Linked DNA regions of Rattus norvegicus: region 2 is linked to region 1. The links are chromatin contacts, called in public Hi-C maps. All regions are on one chromosome and are shown on one strand. The core of a region is the stretch at or near the end of the contact, and the rest is flanking DNA. Distances in the headings are between cores, read along the strand shown.

What was found. A called contact is a pair of places that touch in the nucleus more often than the background predicts.
Region 2: a Hi-C map of liver shows a contact between it and region 1, with 2.2 times the contacts expected there. The contact joins two enhancer-like sites. A contact is called at or near these places in 3 of 12 Hi-C or Micro-C datasets (kidney and liver).

The regions. Positions count from the first base shown.
Region 1 is chr19:70,181,467-70,184,559 of GRCr8, reverse strand. No RefSeq gene overlaps it. Among named protein-coding and RNA genes, the nearest start is that of Sipa1l2, 250 kb to the left of the region's middle. Within about 2 kb of position 1,324, at least 23 of the 93 cell types and tissues checked have an H3K27ac peak or open chromatin away from gene starts, as enhancers often do. A contact at or near this core is called in liver, where this site is marked.
Region 2 is chr19:70,276,088-70,279,549 of GRCr8, reverse strand. No RefSeq gene overlaps it. Among named protein-coding and RNA genes, the nearest start is that of Sipa1l2, 160 kb to the left of the region's middle. Within about 2 kb of position 1,874, at least 8 of the 93 cell types and tissues checked have an H3K27ac peak or open chromatin away from gene starts, as enhancers often do. A contact at or near this core is called in liver, where this site is marked.

The DNA of each region.
Region 1 (3,093 bases), core at 75-2,574:
ACTCTTAACTGCTCAGCATTTTCTCCAGCCCGGGAGCATCGCATAGTGGGGTTTCGTGTCACAATCTTGCCCTTCGATCATTTTGGTAATCCTTAAGATATCCCATCGTGCCGCTGGAAGGTTGCAGAGGTAATGTTCTCCACACTGGCCACACGGATCATGCCCATATGTACCAAGGAATGTCCAGCCTGCAGCTGAGGCCCACAGAGCTTACGGGGCACACAATCCATGGGAATCACGGCTGGTTGTGCGTCTCTGGGGAAACTGAGACGAAGCGTGCCCAGCGATTGCGTGTATGTGCAAGAATGTTCTAGGTGTCCCGGGCCCCAACCTTGTGTGTGACCTACAGAAGGACTTGAACGGTGGGAAGACCGCTCAGAGAGCTCACTAGGCCCTGGAATCTCACAGCCGCATTCAGCCTTCTGTCTGGGATCACTTGGCCTGAGGAGCGATCTTACTCATGAAAATCACAGTGTGTTTGGTGGCAGCTGCCAAGATGATTCACAGAACCTGGAGGCAGAGTAGAACAGGATCAGGGGAGCTGGATGTACTTTCAAGAGCTACTTAACCCTCCATGACATCTCTGCCCACTTTCTTTGCCCACCCCCTCTCTCTGCCACCCACCGTGTTTCTCTGTGTGGTCAGATCCAACATGGGTAATAATACATCCACCCAGGTTTGAAGACCACAGGGGAGCCATACAATTTGTTGGTCCTAATATCAGCCTGCAAGAAAGATGCCAAGGGGGAGCTATCTTCAAAGAAATCAGGGACTTCTGAGTCTAGGTGTCTTTGACCACTTCTCTTCTGGCTGGAGCTGCATAGGACACACTGAGAAGTGCTTCAGAAGGTCCTGGAATGAGGGGGGTCAGCAGCAGGATATCTGTGGAGAAGATCGATGGCACCTCAGGGATGTTTCCATAGAGCTATGACTTTGTATGGAGTCTGTACTCGTCCCACTTGTGGTTGTCTCCTACGTGGTGGACAGTCCTCAAACGCAAGGATGTGCCTTTCTCCATAGACTTGACACCAGCTCCTATCTCCTGCCTGTCACTCCCCCCGCCCCGCCCTGTAAGAGTGCTGTGAACCTGATGACTTCAACAAGTTTAGAAGCCTCTGAAAATATCTGTAGGATTAAAGTCTGTCTGTCATTCTGCTTTTGGCTGAGAATACATGGAAATTTGTCCTGAAGTGACAGAGTGACCATCCCAGGCCAGAGCTTGGCACATAAACTACTTCACAGAGTAGCCATCTCTGACCAGAGCTTCCTTCTGCCCTCAGAATTGTTGGACTGGCTTCATGGCTCATGTCCACAGTGACTAGAGTCCATGGGCATCCAGCCCAAGCCGGATGAGTCAGGAATGAATGGAGGTCCCCTCCCCATCCAGTTCCCCCTAGAACCTGTCACTGCCATGTGGCCTGTGTGCCACCTCCTTGGCCATTCAATATTTTATGAATGACACCTTCCAAGATTTGCTGGCATACTCTGTGACCGCCTGCCTCCCTTACATCCTGATGTACTCTCAGGGACAGGCGCCACACGCTGAGCCAGTCCAGATGGCCCTGGCTCCTCTACCAGCTCCCTACCTTGCCAAGCTAGACAAACACAGCCTTTTGACCTCACAGAAGTCCATGGCTCCGGGTCTTATCTCCCTGTGAACACATACGCGGCCCCACCTGGTCATTGTCAACCTCCACTGTCGGCATTCCAGCTGAGGCCCTGGCATCCCTCACCTTCCCAGGGTTTTCCATCCGTGTGGAAGGACTCCTCCTCTTCAGTCCTGACTAGACAGTTCATAGGAGAGCATGGCTTCTAGTGGTCAGCGGAATCTCTCAAGGCCTCTGAAACCACAGAGCATTCGAACCTGACAGCATCTTGTAAGGACATAGGTGCAACAGATGAGAGGCAAGGGTCTTGCCTTCTCCAGTGCCAAGGCCTCCTGAGAGTTGTACAGAGTGCTGTACTCCCAGAAGGGCCTCTGAACCATGATTAGATACAGCTTCCCCAAAGAGCTACAATGTATCCCAAAGAGAGGGTGTTCACTCAGTCCCCACCACCAGGTGCGCAGGGTGCAAGCCAGGAATCCTGCCTTCATGTCCCCAGGACTGAGGTCATAACACACCACCACACACAGACCTTTTTTATTTGGATTCTGGGAATTTAACTCAAATCCTTGTGTTTACCAACTGAGCCATCTCCCCAGCCTCAGAATCTAAGACACTTACTCTATACAGGCATAAAGTTTGTCAAGATAGTGCAGGGGTGCTGATACTGCGTAGGTACAAGATCACTATAGCATACGTCAAAGCTAGGATATTGTTTTGTTATTTCTTTGATGGAGGTGCACACAGTTCAAGGTGACTAGAGACTAGAGGTGGGGTGCAGGGCTCTGAAGTCAGGCAGTCTGCCAGGCGCTGGCACTATTGTTCCCTCTGGTCCTGGGTCCTTGGGCAAGTTATTCAGATCGGTAGATGTCATTTCCTCCACCACAGTGTGACCCTGACTGAAGGGCCCTCCCTCAGGAGGCTGCTGAGAGAACAAAACGAGGTTGTGCAATGCCCAGCATAGAGGCCTTTCACAAATGCCAGCTGCCCTGGCATCGTTGTGTGGGATCGATGCCTTGCCAAGGGTAAAGTTGAAGACCCTCGCATTGCTTCCGAGCTCAGGGAGTCTTCAACCTGGCTATTCATCACCCATCTGTTCTCCCCCAGCCCTCTGAATCTCTTTAGAGTTTGTTCTGTAAGGGAGAATCTGGAAGAGTACCAGTGTCTCTTGTGTATCCTCTCTGGCTAAGGCAACTTACAGAAAGGGTGGGAGGGAGGGATGGGGCCTGATGGCTTACGAAATACAAAGGGAAGACACACTTTGCCTTAATTCTGCCAAACCCTTTGCCTAAGCCCTGTCCATGGCTCATTGCTCTAGGAAGCCTTCCTCCCCAAACAACCTTTTGTAGTAAATGCCAAGCACTTTCTAAGGGAGCTACTCTGAAGCCAGCAAAGGAAGAAACCAAGGGCTGAGGGGAAGACCAGTGCAGCTCTGGACTAATCCATTTAGAAGCTCTACAACCTTGCTAATCAGAGAACACTCAGACCT
Region 2 (3,462 bases), core at 625-3,124, 94 kb before region 1:
CAGATCGGTCCCTCCAACGGGCCTGTGTGGCTCTTCCCATGGGTATTCTATGCTGGCCTTTTCCTTAGTACAGCAACAGGACGCAGATACTTGCCAGGTCCTGGCTGTTTGGGGGGAAAAGAATCCAGGTAGCTAGAATCTCACTCAGGCCCACGGACGTGCATCCTAGCCAGGCCACCCGAGGCCACATTAGCTCAGCTCTCTTTGTTGGCAGCCTTTTCAAGGGGACAAGTGGCACAGCTGGAGGAGAGCTGAGCTGTTGGTGTTGCCATCAATAATGAAACAACATCTCTCTTCTCCTGGGGCCTTTCATCTCCATGGCACTGAGCAAACACGAGGAGGCACAGTAGCTGGTGCCCCTGCAAGGGAGCTTAGTGCCAGCAGAGCCTTGAGCCTTGTCCTCGGAGTCAGCAGAACACAGAGTGGAGAGGGGCCCCCAGCTGAGCCCAGCAGATCAGTCCTTGAGATCACAACTCATGTGTGTATGCCTGAGTGTACGCCTGGCCTGTGTGTACACATGTATGTACCTGTGTGCACAGGTATGTCTGCTGCATGCATGTCCCTGTGTGGGCATGTCTGCATGTATGTATACATGTATGCCTGTACACACACGTGTGCCTTTGCATAAGTTCCTTTATTGGCATGTCTGTGCCTTTGTATGTGTGTCCCTGTGTGAGCCTGTTAGTGCAGGTGTGAGCATGTTTTTATATGTACATGTGTATGTTGTCTTTGTGCCTATGCAGGAATGATCATGTATGTATGTGTACATGTGTATGTGTGTCTTTATATTTATATGCACATGTGTCTCCACGTGTTTGTGAATGCTCATGCATGCAAATGCATGTGTGCTCATTGTGTGCACATACAAGTACGTGTGATATGTATGGTGTTTGCACATGCGTGTACACTTTTATGCTTATAAGTGTATTGAAATCATTTCACAAGTTTAAAGTTTCTCAAGCTGGACATGGTGTTACCTGTGGTCTTAGAACCGAGAAAGCTGAGACAGAGGATTGCTACGAGTTGGAGACCAGACTTGACTGCACGGTTAATTCTAAGTCCCTCTGGGCTATGGTGAGACCTTGTGTTTTCCCTATCCCCAACTCATTAAAGACCAAACACAAGTGACTCCCTGCTTCGCAAAGGACCCTCTTCAAGGTTGCTCATCTTCCTAGAGACAAGAGCCTCTGCTGGTCCTAACCAGATAAGCAGGGACAAAGCTAAGAAGAGAAACAAGCTTTCAAAGGAGGACAGCCAGAATGACCAAACAAAACTTCCTGTCCCAGCTCCAGCCTGGGCGCATCCCTGTTCCGAGAGTGCCCTGTCCCCAGGGCCCTCCCACTCAGCCGAGAGTCTCAGTCACTGTCAGCTTGAGAGTCACTGCCAATGGCTGAACAGAGAGCTCGCTGGCACACCTGTCCCTTTTGCAGACGCTGACCCTGCTTCACACTCCCATGCACTGCATTCCCTGTCTGCCTCCAGCCCCACCGCTCCACCATTATTACCAGGCTGTTGGGATGACCTGATGGTTGTCAAGGTCACAGAATCCTGGTGGGTCATGAGAAAGGCTCTTGGCCAGGGGAGGAGGGGCAGAGGATTGGGCAAAGTCCACAGTGGCCAGCAGCTTAGCAACTGGAGTCTCTGGTTCTCTGAAGTGCTTTGACAGCAGGCTGAAGGCTTCTTCCCATTCATTCTGTGAGCCGAGATCCTGGCTCCAACTTCCTTATCTGCTGCTGCCCGGACACACAAACAGAACTGATTGCTATTTGTTCTGGACACTGACTCCAGGCTAATGTTTTGAGTCCTGAGGAATGCATGAGAGAAAAAAAACAACAGAGAAATCTCCCTGCCAGGCCCAGGTTGGGTGTGCATGATGCTGGGGCAGTGCCCAGGTTGGCTGCCTTCCGAGCAACGGAGAAACCAGGGAGCATCTGAAGGTGCTGGGCCTTATGCTTGTGATCTGGAGCCCAGCAGAGAAGCCTGAGGCAGCCAGCTTTCCTCTGCACAGCAGGTCCGACATCCAAGCCTGGGTCTCAGGGGTCAGACAGGCCTAGTGTGTGTGACTAAGTTTAACCGGGGGCAGGCCCTGGTGAGGCCCAGGCTCCCTGTAGTCTTTCTCTCCTACCTGAAGAATAGCTGTATGCCTGACAGGACAACAGCGTGGTAGGAAAAGCTATCCTGTTATCATTTCTGCTGCCATGATAAGTTATCCTGGCAAGAAGCATCTTAAGGAAGAAAATGGGTGTGGCTTACAGTTCTGGGTTACAGTCGGTCATCAACGGCAGGAGCTTGAGGTGGCCACTTGTATCATCACATCAACAGTGAAGAAGAGAGAGATTAACGCATGTGATATCACTCATTAGCCTGCTTGCTTGTGCTCAGCTTGCTATGTCCACTCTTACATAGTTCACGGCTTAGGGAATGGTGCCACCCATAGTGGTCTAGGTTGTGGAGAGCATTTTGGGTCACCTTCTAGGAATTTGACAAGAATTTGACATTGGTCTAGGACAAGGAAGTAGGCTCAAAATGAATACAGCTAAGGAATGTGTTCTTTGTAACATGATGGGTCTTGTCAAGACCCCGAATACAGTAATCATGGAACCTTCATTTATGCTTTGTTTCTTCTTTTTTTTTTTTTTCTTCTTTTTTTCGGAGCTGGGGACCGAACCCAGGGCCTTGCGCTTGCTAGGCAAGTGCTGTACCACTGAGCTAAATCCCCAACCCCTATGCTTTGTTTCTTAACTACTCAGTTTATGCCTTAGGGCTGACCTCATACTTTGTATGTACTTAGAAGGTATAAAAGCAGACTGGAAAAAAATTAAATCCGCTTCAGCCTCAGCACTGGCTGGAGTCATGTTACAGTGTTGTCCAATTGTCTTTTCCTTTTCAATCCTCACTCCCTACCTGGAGACGCTGCAGAATGACTGAGCTGGCTTGGTCACTAGGTCTTCCCATATCAATTGATATTCAAGACAATTCCTCAAAGACATACTCCTGGGCAAACGTGATCTAGACAACTCCTTAACATTCTCTTTCTGCATGATTTTAGCTTGTGCCAACTTGGCAATCAAAGCTAACCAGCACAGAGGGCTAAGCTGGTAGGTACCTTCCTTCCACAGTCAGCCCTAGCCAGAGGCAGCACAGATCCCCTAGGGTCACTGGCCAGCTGACCAAACCTACTTGACAAACTCTAAGCCTATGAAAAACCCTGTCCCTCTCTCCATCAATGAAAGCAAACAAAACCTAGGGACAATGTCTGTCCTGGCTGGTTATGTGTCAACTTGACCCCAAGCTAGAGTCCTCAGAGAGAAAGGAGACTCCCTTGAAGAAAATGCCTCCATGAGACCCAGCTGTAAGTCATGTTCTCAATTAGTGATTGAGGGAGGAGGGCTCAGCCCACTATGGGTGGTGCCATCCCTAGGCTGGTGGTCCTAAGTTGTATGAGAAGCAGGCTGAGCAAGG